Regions from separate parts of the Mus musculus genome. Here all the other regions are linked to region 1. The links are chromatin contacts, called in public HiChIP or PLAC-seq and Micro-C maps. All regions are on one chromosome and are shown on one strand. Each heading gives the region's core, a stretch centred on a gene start, on an enhancer-like site or on the middle of the called end of the contact. The rest is flanking DNA. Distances are from core to core; before and after follow the strand shown. Region 1 holds the start of Arhgef19 (Rho guanine nucleotide exchange factor (GEF) 19). Region 2 holds the start of Ddi2 (DNA-damage inducible protein 2). Region 3 holds the start of Plekhm2 (pleckstrin homology domain containing, family M (with RUN domain) member 2). Region 4 holds the start of Sdhb (succinate dehydrogenase complex, subunit B, iron sulfur (Ip)).

Evidence for each region. A called contact is a pair of places that touch in the nucleus more often than the background predicts. HiChIP or PLAC-seq counts read pairs in DNA pulled down with a chosen protein or histone mark.
Region 2: a contact with region 1 is called in an HNF4G HiChIP or PLAC-seq map of pancreatic cancer cells. The contact joins the promoter of Ddi2 here to the promoter of Arhgef19 in region 1. A contact is called at or near these places in 1 of 484 Hi-C or Micro-C datasets (liver), 4 of 115 datasets of contacts at active chromatin or transcription factors (embryonic limb bud, large pre-B cells, microglia and 1 more) and 1 of 9 other capture datasets (adipose tissue).
Region 3: an H3K27ac HiChIP or PLAC-seq map of microglia shows a contact between it and region 1, with 4 times the contacts expected there. The contact joins the promoter of Plekhm2 here to the promoter of Arhgef19 in region 1. A contact is called at or near these places in 2 of 115 datasets of contacts at active chromatin or transcription factors (astrocytes and microglia) and 1 of 9 other capture datasets (adipose tissue).
Region 4: a Micro-C map of embryonic stem cells shows a contact between it and region 1, with 2.4 times the contacts expected there. The contact joins the promoter of Sdhb here to the promoter of Arhgef19 in region 1. A contact is called at or near these places in 1 of 484 Hi-C or Micro-C datasets (embryonic stem cells) and 2 of 115 datasets of contacts at active chromatin or transcription factors (embryonic stem cells and pancreatic cancer cells).

The regions. Positions count from the first base shown.
Region 1 is chr4:141,238,330-141,240,891 of GRCm38.p6, forward strand. It overlaps Arhgef19 (Rho guanine nucleotide exchange factor (GEF) 19), which reads left to right and starts at 1,276. Exons shown (of 18, transcript NM_001379647.1): 1 at 1,276-1,541; 2 at 2,303-2,415. C630004L07Rik (RIKEN cDNA C630004L07 gene) reads right to left here. Exons shown (of 2, transcript NR_165245.1): 2 at 1-1,608.
Region 2 is chr4:141,722,129-141,724,690 of GRCm38.p6, forward strand. It overlaps Ddi2 (DNA-damage inducible protein 2), which reads right to left and starts at 1,291. Exons shown (of 10, transcript NM_001017966.2): 1 at 929-1,291. The coding sequence starts at 1,066.
Region 3 is chr4:141,662,878-141,665,439 of GRCm38.p6, forward strand. Plekhm2 (pleckstrin homology domain containing, family M (with RUN domain) member 2) reads right to left here and starts at 1,269. Exons shown (of 20, transcript NM_001033150.2): 1 at 984-1,269. The coding sequence starts at 1,043.
Region 4 is chr4:140,959,994-140,962,555 of GRCm38.p6, forward strand. Sdhb (succinate dehydrogenase complex, subunit B, iron sulfur (Ip)) reads left to right here and starts at 1,278. Exons shown (of 8, transcript NM_023374.4): 1 at 1,278-1,483. The coding sequence starts at 1,412.

The sequences.
Region 1 (2,562 bases), core at 26-2,525:
CTCCCAGAACCTCTCCACTTCTCCCCCTCCCTACCCACCAAACTTGACGCTCTTTCAAAAGAAGCAAGCCAGGCAGCGGTACACGCTTTTAACCTCAGCATTTGGGAGGCAGAGCCAGAGTTCCAGGAAAGCTAGCACTACACAGAGCTGTCCTGTTTCAAAAAGAACAAGACCTTGGAGTCAGATTTGTGATGGCCAACTCTTTCTGAGCTCGAGGCTCTTGAGTGTGTTTGATACACCTGATGTCACTCCATTGAAGAAGGCTGATGTCCCCTTGCCTGCCAGTATCAGTTGCAAATAGCCTCTTGGTGAGGGGTGGGAGTTTATGTCCACTTTACCTTCCACACACTGGGATTTTTGTCTGGCTTGAGCTTGTGCGGGTCTTATGCATTTGACAGTCTCTGTGAGTTCATATGTGCATCTTCTTGTCGGGAGTCGGGAAACTTCAGTTTCCTCTGGATCCATTTGCCACTTCTGGCTCTTCCAGCCTCCCTGCCCACTCTCTGGAATAGATCCCTGAGCCTTGAGGGTATGAGAAACGTCTCCCATTTAGAGCTGAGTGCCCCTAAGTCTCTCAAAGAGCTGTGGGTCTCTGTTAATTTCCCATCTACTGTTAGAAGCGTCTCTGAGGAGGGCTGAGCGATGGGCTGATGTACGGGACAGCAAGCAGTGCGTCAGTAGGAGTCGGTTTATTGTTATGCTGATTAAGCAGAAACGTAGTAGGTTTTCTCCCTGGGGCCCCAAAAGGAGCCCGAGCAAATATCAAGTCAAGATTATTTTAGTATGAGCATAAATTTGTACCTGAATGGGGGATGACAGTTGTAGGATTGGTCCCTGTTGGCCACGCCCCTGGTACCGGTAAGAATATCACAGCCAGCCCAGTGGATTTGCCAGCCTCCCGCTGGTGTCTGTGCGCTTCACCTGGCTCTGATCCAGAACCCCTACACACACACACCCTGCAGGTGGAAGACCCACCAGGCACGGAGGAGGGTGGGGAGTGACTGTAGGAACACCGTGCTAAACCTGGGTGCGACCAGACCTGCCTGGGAGTGGACGGTGTGCTAAGTCCGGGAGGGGTGAAGCATGCCCGGGAGGTGCAGGGCCTGCCTGCGACGGCCGAGTGCGGTTGCCTGGGTAGGGCGGGGCCTGCCTTGGAGGGTTGCTGAGCCTAGAGGGCGGGGTCTGACAGGGGCCAGGAGGCGGGGGATGGGGGACGAGCCTGAGAGGGGAGGAGGTGCTGAGGGTGGAAGAGGAGGAGCGTTGAGCCTGGATGGAGCGAGGCTCTGACTACTGTAGAGGGACCTAGCTGGAACCGCAGGAAGCTGAGTCTGTCTAGTACACAGCTGTTCGGCGTCGTCTGGGTTGAAGCCGCAGGACCAACTTCTAAGGGAGGGGAGAGGCAGGAGAGCAGAGCTCGGAGTCCACATCCGAGAAGCTCTTGGGACCCCCAAGTCCAAGATATTTCACTACCGGCGAAGGAACTCGCCCTCAACTACTGGAAAAATGCTGGCCGCGCATCTGGCTTCGTCATCCCCTGGGAGGTAGGCTGAGCGTCTGTCTGGGATTTGCAAGCATCGTTGAGTTCAGGGTCTGACACTGGCCAACCTGCTGTAGAAGGAGATTTAGGACAAGGTCAATGTGACCATTCATTGTCAAGGAGCCAGAGAGGCGGCTCCGTAGTTAAGAGAGCTGGCAGCTCTTGTGAGGATCTGGGTTAGGTTCCCAACACCCACATTCACAACTCTCTCTATCTCCAGTTTGCCACGGGATCCGAAGCCCTCATCTGACATCTGTGGGTACCAAGCATGCATGTCGTGCATGCAAGCAAGCATTCATACAATGTAAAGGAAATCGTATTTAAATTTTTATTTTATTATTCTTTATGTGTATGAGTGTTTTGCCTGCGTGTTCACCACATATGTACCTAGTACCCACAGGGACCAAAAAAGGGCGTCAGATGCCCTAGATGGAGTTATAGACAGTTGTAAGGTACCATGTGGATGCTAGGAACCTAACCCGGGTCCTCTGCACGAGCGGTTCTCTTAACCATTGAACCATCTCTCCAAATCCAAATAAATATTTTTCAAAAAAAAAATTATTGCCAAGCTGCATCCTTGTTATCAAGCCCTCAGAAGGTGGAAACAAAAAGGTCACGGGTTCAAAGTCATCCTTGGCTATAAATCGAGCTCAAATCAAGCCTGGACTGCGTAGTAAGTTTGAGGCCAGCCTAAGCTACATAGGAGACTCTGCCTGGACAAAACTAAACAGAAAGATTAATCATTTTCTGGTCCCCTTTCCCCAGTTCCTTCTGATCTTCCTGCCTTTGGCAGCCTGGCTCCAGTGGAATGTGCCCGCTGTGGTACCTAACAAGTTCAAGGAGAGGTCCTGGCGGTCCATCAAGAGGCGCTGCTTTAGGTCAGTAAGACTTTGGACTCTGGCCCCACCCACATCTGGCTGATTACGCCTCCTAATTGCCCCCACGTCCTGGCTCCTCCCTTTCAAGCCCCGCCCGCTAGAGTGGAGCAAGGATTGGCCAGGCTCCTTTACAATAGTCTTGCCTTC
Region 2 (2,562 bases), core at 41-2,540, 480 kb after region 1:
AAGGAATGGTACTTCTGAACACAATATTGACACGCAGAGTTTACCGTAAGTCAGGACAGAACAGGCAGTCGTTGGGCAACAGTTTTTGGAACTATTTCATAATTGCAGAAGGAAATCAAGATTTACATTCTGGGGCCTTGGGAGCTGTCTATAATTTTCTGGTGTTTAGACTACACCCAGCGGGGGCCACTTTGGTTAGAATCTTAAGGGATTTAGTGCAAAGGTTACAAAATAGTCCACCTATTGTTTGATGAAGTCTACTAAGGACACCAAAGCATTTTGAGAATATATTTTCTTGTTAAAACATGAGAAGGCTGAACTCCTGGCCGCCGAATCCCTCGGGGGTCTTCAGACAGTAGGCCATTTTCAAGCTAATATCCTTCGAAAGCACTGAGCTTTGAACTGACCCAACTAAACTGGGCCCAGAAAGGAGGAGGGCTTTGGCCTGAGAGAAGCAGACAGACTGAGTTAACCTAACCATTACTTTAATTAATATATGACATATATATATGTGTGTGTGTGTATACATATATAATAAATTAACCAAAAATGTATGCATTTCCAGAGACGTCAATGGCAGAGTGAGTCTCAAACTTTTTCCCCTCACTTTCAACCGCAAATCTGCATTCTCCCAGGTAGTAAACTGCGCATATTGGAGCGGTCCAAATAAGCGAACCCCAGGCAGGCGTCGTTCTCCCAGTGATCCAAACTGGTATTTCTGGTCGGAAAGTCAGGAGATCCCGGATGAGGACCCAGGCTCCCGAAGGCCAGAAGGTGGGGAGGGCTGCCCGCCCGCGCACGTGCCCCTCTAGCTGCAGTGGGTGCATCCACGGGCGGCTGCAGGACTCGGCCCCCGCCGGCCCCCAGCTCCCCCCGCCCCCGGCCACAGCGGCCGGAGGCCCCCGCTCGCTGCCGCACCCCGGCGTACCTGGCTCTCGGCGGCGGGGATGCCGGACTCGAGCTCGCACAGCGCGCGGAAGTTGTGCAGCTCGAAGTCGGCGTCGACCTGGAGGGAAAAGGTCACCTCGGAGAGGTCCCTCCGCACACAGTACACGGTGAGCAGCATGGCCCGGGCCCGACCCGGCTCGACTCGGCCCGGCCTGGGCGCTGGGCGGAAGGCAGTCGGCGGCTGGGGAGACCTGGCGGCAGCGGCGGGAGGGCGACGGGCGCGGGCTGCTCGCTCGCTCGCTCGCTCGCTCCTTTCCTCCCTCACACGCGCGCAATGACTCACTCGCTCCCGCCCTCGGCAGCCAGCGCGGCCGCCGCCACCCGCCTGCGACGCCGTCTGCCTGCCTGCCGGCCTGCCTCCCACCGCTGCCGTCAAGCTCGCGGGCCGCCCGCCCGGCGCCCCGCCCCGTCGCAACGCCACGGCCGTAAAGCGCGCCAGGCTGCCGGCAGCCTTCGCGACGCTAGGCTGTGGGGCAGGGCGGGGCTGGGGAGACTGGAGGGAGGAATGGGGATGCGGGGTGGGGGAACCCCACGATTTAATGCTTGAGCTCCGGAGTATTCCAGGATCCCAGTCCCAGTTAGTCATCCAACGGGGACCTACTGTGCGAATGGCGTGTGCATAAAAATGGTTGAAAGACAAATTAAGCACATCTTTCTAAAACAGAGTTTTCGTAATGGAAGTTGTCATTTCAGTAATATTAACTCGGTTTCGACTTGGTAATGAATGTAGGACGAAAATCCAGATCCTTTGCTGTGCTCGAGGCCCATCCCAGCCTGCGGGCTGGCATGGCTGCGCTGGCAGCCACACACACACAGCACAGTTCTTAGTTAACTCACTCTCAGACTGCATCCAGCACTGGACGTTTACTGGGTACGGTTTAGAATTTACTCCGTATACTGGGACTGGTAGCGCAAACCTGTAATCCCAGCTACTCAGGAGGGTGAACAGAAGGCTGGCAAATTCCAAGCCTGCCTGGATCATAAGTGTTCCAGTCTGAACAATTTACTTTAATGGTATAGATAAAATACCTTGTTGACATCTTGCCTACCAGGACCAAGCTCAACCTCAGCAGGACAAAAAGACAGTACTTGGGAAACAGTCGTTATTTTAGTGGCCACTCAATTCATAAGAAGATGTAGATACCAAGAATGGTAAAAATCCGAAAACATCTCCCGGGCCCACTAGGGTGGTCCACATTTGTAATCCCAGCACTCAGGAGTGTTTGGTTTCCAGTCCTGGATTAGGGGCTGAGGTATGCATTGTACAAATCAAAGGCTCAAGGTTCTCCTGACATCCCTCTGTCCCTACCTGGCAGGGACTCAGCTGCCCTTCCCCCAGAGACTCTTCTGCATTTAATACAGATATCATATCATATATGATATCATTGGTCTCTCTCTCCCCCCCACCCCCATTCTCTTTCTTTCTTTCTCTCTTTCTCTCTTTCTTTCTTTCTTTCTTTCTTTCTTTCTTTCTTTCTTTCTTTCTTTCTTTTCCCTCTTCTCCTTTCCCTTCCCATGGCGACTAATATGGCTTCCTTCCTCTCCTTCCTTGGGACCAGTGAATTCGTCCTCCTGACAGAAGCTTCCCAACCCAACAAACCCGCATTTACGACG
Region 3 (2,562 bases), core at 19-2,518, 420 kb after region 1:
AGCAAGAAAGAAGAGGGCCAGAGAAATGCTTCAGTGGGTGAAGGCATTGCTGCCAAAACTTACACATTGAGTTTGAGTACTGGAATTAACAGGATAGGAGAGAATCAATTCTCAAAAGTTGACCTCTGACCTCCACTCTCCCATTTACATACGGACACACACACAGCTCCTAAAGTATAGTTACACACACACACACACACACACACACAGAAAAAGCATGAAGGCAGGCTAGTCAATCTTCCCCACTCCTCTATTTTTCGGTTTCACTATGTAGTCCAGGCTAGCTTGGACCTCAGGACTCTGCTTTAGCCTCCTGTGTGCTGGATGACAGAGATGCATCACCACACCCAGCCTTCTGAGGCTGGCCTGTCTCCTCACCCCTGTGCGTGCCCTTGACAGGTAGTCATTCCTACCAGGAATTGGGGCAATGACCAATACTAACAAGCCCCAACCCAAAGTGTCATAGTGTCACCGTCCCACGGCTTACCTTCCAAAACTACAACCCTAGACACCTCAGGTCCTCACTCAGAGCTCTGTAACTCGCTTTTTTCTAAACTGCCATCCTGGAGTTAGGACGACTTGGGGATTCCGTGGGTCCCCAAGCAATGTCGCAGGGCACAGCTGGGGTGACCAGCAGGTGCTGGTTCTCGGCCTTTGCCCCGAGGGAGGGAGGGAAGATGCAGTGGATTCCTCGAGGATGCTCTCCCTGCCCCGTCCTACCCGCAGCCTTCCCGAGGTGTCACGGGCCAGTCGCGGGAAGACAAGGCCGATTCGGGCACCGGGGAGCTCCGAGGACGCTGACCTCAACTTTGTTCTTTAAAAATAGCTCGGAGGCCGCGGCGCTCCCGGGAGTCGCCTGCTTCTCCAGCAGGGCCCAGGGTCGCCAGGACGACAGTGGCCCGGGGTCCCGGTCATGGAGGCGACCCGGGGGGGACTAGCGACGGGGACCGGGGAGGGGGTCGGGGCCGAAGGAGGCCGCTCACCTTCTTCACCGACAGCGAGATGTTCTCCAGGATTCGGTCCTTCACCTCCCGCGGCTCCATGGCGCTGCCGCCGCCGCCCCGCCGCCGCTTCCCACGCCGGGAGCCCGGGGCCGCCGCCAACCGCTGCCGCCGGCCGTGCGGGGGCTCCGTCGTGCCGGCCGCGGGCCCCGGCGCCCGCCGCCCTCGTCTCGCCTCGCCTCGCCTCGCCCGGGCCTCGCTCCGCCGCCGCCGCCTCCCGAGCGCCGAGCCGGGAAGGAGACGCGGGCCCTGCGCGGCCGCAGGAACTGATGTCAGGCGGGGCGGCGCCAGCACCGGCCGGGAGGGACGGCGGCGACCAGGCGGGCCCGCCTCCTCCGAGACCCGGGGCGATGGAGACCTGGGAGCTCAGAGATCCGGAGCCCCGGGGACCTGCAGACCTAGGGGACTCACACAGCCCGGATCGCATAGACCCAGGACCTCACAGAGCCAGAATCGCATAGATCCGGCACCGCAGAGCCTCGGGACCTCAAACACGCTGGGACTCAAAGACTTCGCCTCCCACTTCCCAATCCTGCACAAACTCCTCATGAGACCCTGGGAGCTCACCGATCTCCAGAGCCACCCTGCTCAAAGACCCCGGGAACCTCACAGACCCCGGGCCCCCTCCCAGCTCCTCTGAGATACCGTATTGTCCGTGTTGTCGTTCCCCTAACCCCTTGCAGCAAGGCCCTGCACGGGCCTAAAAACTGCCCCAGCTCCTTAGATATTGCTCCCTCTCTCCTTGCCCACACTTCCCTTCCCTGTAACATTCAAAGGCTCTCCTTCCAGGACCCGGCCAACTCCTTGAAGACCCCACTCAGGACCAGGACAGACGGGGCCCCTCCCTCATTCCAAACCTGACATTCCTCACCCTTGCCCACAAGGGGCCCCAGATATACCCGAATACTCGAGAGACTCTGGAGACAAGGCTTGGCCTGGCAGAGACACCTACCTATTCCTTTCCAACTGCTCCACGCACACCCCAGGGTTCCGAGGTTTGGACCGCCTAGAGCCACTCCAGCACCCAACGTTGCCCTGATGCCAGAGCTCAGCCCTCCATCCTCTCCAACACTCCAATTCACCGTTCTCAAGGTATCTTCTACTTCCAAAACAAGCCCTCTTCCCTATCGGCCCTCACACCCTCTGTCTTGGCTAGTTTTGTGTCAGCTCGACCAGGGACACAAGCTAGGTTCATCTGAGAGGAGAAAAACTCAGTTGAGAAAACGCCTCCATAAGATAAGGCTGTATGACATTTTCTTAATTAGTGATTGATGGGGGGTGGGAGGGAACACAGCCCATTGTGGTGCCATCCCTGGACTGGTGGTCCTGGGTTCTATAAGGAAGCAGGCTGAGCAACGTAGGGGAAGACAAGCCATCAGCTCCTGCCTCCAGGTTCTTGCCTGGTTTGACTTCCTGACTTAGCATCCCTCAGTAGACTGTAATTCGGGACATGTAAGCCAAATAAACCCCTCCTCCACCCCCAAGTAGCTTTGGTCATGGTGTTTCATCATAGCAATAGGAAGGTGACTAAGCCGGGCAGTGGCGGCGCACACTTTAATCC
Region 4 (2,562 bases), core at 28-2,527, 280 kb before region 1:
TCCACACCCCCTTTAATGAGGCTACCTGGCAGAGAAGCCAGATTCAGGGTGAGTTCCCAGAAACTTGGCCCCATCTAGCCATTCCTCCTGTCATGGTAATTTCTCCAGTGTCTTCTAAAAGAGCCAGCGTGAGGAAACCCAAGACTATAAACAGTGCCCTCCTCTGCCAAAGGTGAGCGGAAAGAAATCAAATCCTTCCTCTGGTAACAAGGACCAGCAAAGTCACTGGGTGCCCCAAGAGACCAAGTGACTTGGGATACCAAGATCACGCCTGCCCAAGGTGGTCAAATCCCCAGTCAGAGGGTGGGGGGCTCTGAGAGAACCCATAAAAGGTGTCAGAAAGGCTGGACAGTGGTGGCGCATGCCTTTAATCCCAGCACTTGGAAGGCAAAGGCAGGCGGATTTCTGAGTTCAAGTCCAGTCTGGTCTACAAAGTGAGTTCCAGGACAGTCAGGGCTACACAGAGAAACCCTGTCTAGAAGTGCCAGAAAAAAAAAGCAGCTCAGGTGACTAAGGAAACTGACGAAATCTGAGGACACAGGTCGGTTAGTAGAAGGCTTGTTCAGCACACACAGGCATGGTGGCACACAGCTGTAATCCCAGCTCTCTGCAGTTCTTTACCTGTAGGAAGATCTGAAGTTGGGGACAGTGGACAGCCTGTGGGTCCTTGGTGGACAGCCTATAAGCTACATCACCCATCTTTCCTATTGTCATCTTCCTTGGGGTTAGAGAGGAATTAGGTGAGCAGCTCGCTCACTTACCACAGCATTCCAGAGGCTGGCACCAGCCACATACTAGGTACCCTTTCTGGCTGCTTTGGTTTTGGTTTTGTGTGTTTTGAGGCAGGGTCTCAAGTATCCCAGATGGACTCGACCTCATTAAGTAGCGGAGGGTGAGCTTGGTTCTCCTACTGTCTCCATATGCCGGGCATGCAACTTCTGTACCGACGTGACGTTCATCTTTTGATCACTTCAGTCACTTAACAAGTGTCCCAATCAGGTAGGGACTGACAGGTTCTCTAGATTTAGCACAAAGCTGACCAGACAAGAGTCACAGGTGATTGACAGACACCACTGCAAGTAGAGAAGGGTTAAAAATCACAGCCACCAGCAGAATAGGAAAGCCCCGCCCTCCTGGCCTCTGCCCCGCCCCTCCACGCTACCCTTCCCTCTCCCGCCCCTCAGACTCCAGAGGTCACCTTAGGAACATAGGAAGCCCAGTGGGCATGCGCCCTACGGGCCGCTGCTGCACACACGCACTTCCTGTACATTGGCTCGGAGAAACCGGAAGCGGCCTTCCACTCGTTGGCGCTTAGGCGGCTAGCGGTCCTCAGGGTGAGAGGCCGGCTTCCCACCGCGGTGTTCGACGGGATGCCGGAGGGGAAGGGGTGGGGCTGACGTCAGGAGCCAAAATGGCGGCGACGGTCGGGGTCTCCTTGAAGCGCGGCTTCCCGGCTGCCGTTCTCGGCAGAGTCGGCCTGCAGGTGAGCCCGGGAGCCGTGGTTCAGTGGGGAGCCGTGCCCGTCACCGAGGCTGCCTGGGTAGAGAGGCCGCGGAGAGGCGGAAGGAGCCCGGGTCCAGGCCTCGGGGGAGGACTTAACCCGGCATCCTGCTCTTGAGCATCCTTTCAGACAGCCATTCCGCGCTTCTCCATCACCGGAGAGAGAGGCGCGGCCGGGAGGAGGTTGGAAGAGAGAACAGAAAGACAGAGGTCTGGGAGGAGGACAGGGAGAGGTCAAGGTCATAGGATGAGCGACCTGTGGTCGGGACCCAGAATCAAATCCTGCTAGTTGTACTCCGCCAGGCTTGTGTGAAAGGGAGGCCTGCGGGGTGTCTGGGGTGGGACCCGGGAGGCCAGGTCGCACCTCCAGGTTAGGCTGGTCTGGATCGGTCAGGTCGGAGGGCGGTGGACTCTGCAAGGCAATGCACTTGACCCGCAGAGGAAGGGAGACATGAAAGAAAGCGACCCCGACCCCTTGAAAGATCCGTACTGTGGAAGTCTGCAGGCAAGACCCGGTTCCCTGAAGCGTGCTTATTCAGGGGTGTGTAGCGGCACTGATCTCATACCGCTGGCATGGGATGACAGGCAGAGCCTGGAGCTGCTTTTGTTAATAATTCTGTAGTAGCTCTGTCATAGGTCTCCCCACACGCCCTGTATCCTCGGGAGCTGCACAGTAGAAGCATTTAGAAAGGCGAGAAAAACTGCCTCTCCTTACTTTACAGATACCATTCAGTCCTCCTCTGGGCTTCTGGATAGTCCTTCACAGGCGGACAACAGGAACTCCCATTTTGTTTTGGGGGGTTTTGTTGGTTTTTTTTTTTTTTTTTTTTAGATTTGTGTGTGTGTGTATGAGTGTGTGCTTTCATGTATATGCACCATGTGCCCGTGGAGAAAAGAGAGCTGTATTTCCTGAACTGGAGTCACAGGTGGTTATCAGCCGCCATATGCGTGCAGGGAACTGAACTCTGCTCCTTCCAAAGTGCTAAGATGAATCTCCACCCTGTGATAATTTTAGTGTTGTTTTGGTTAGGTTTTGACTTTTCGGACAGTGTCTTTATGCAA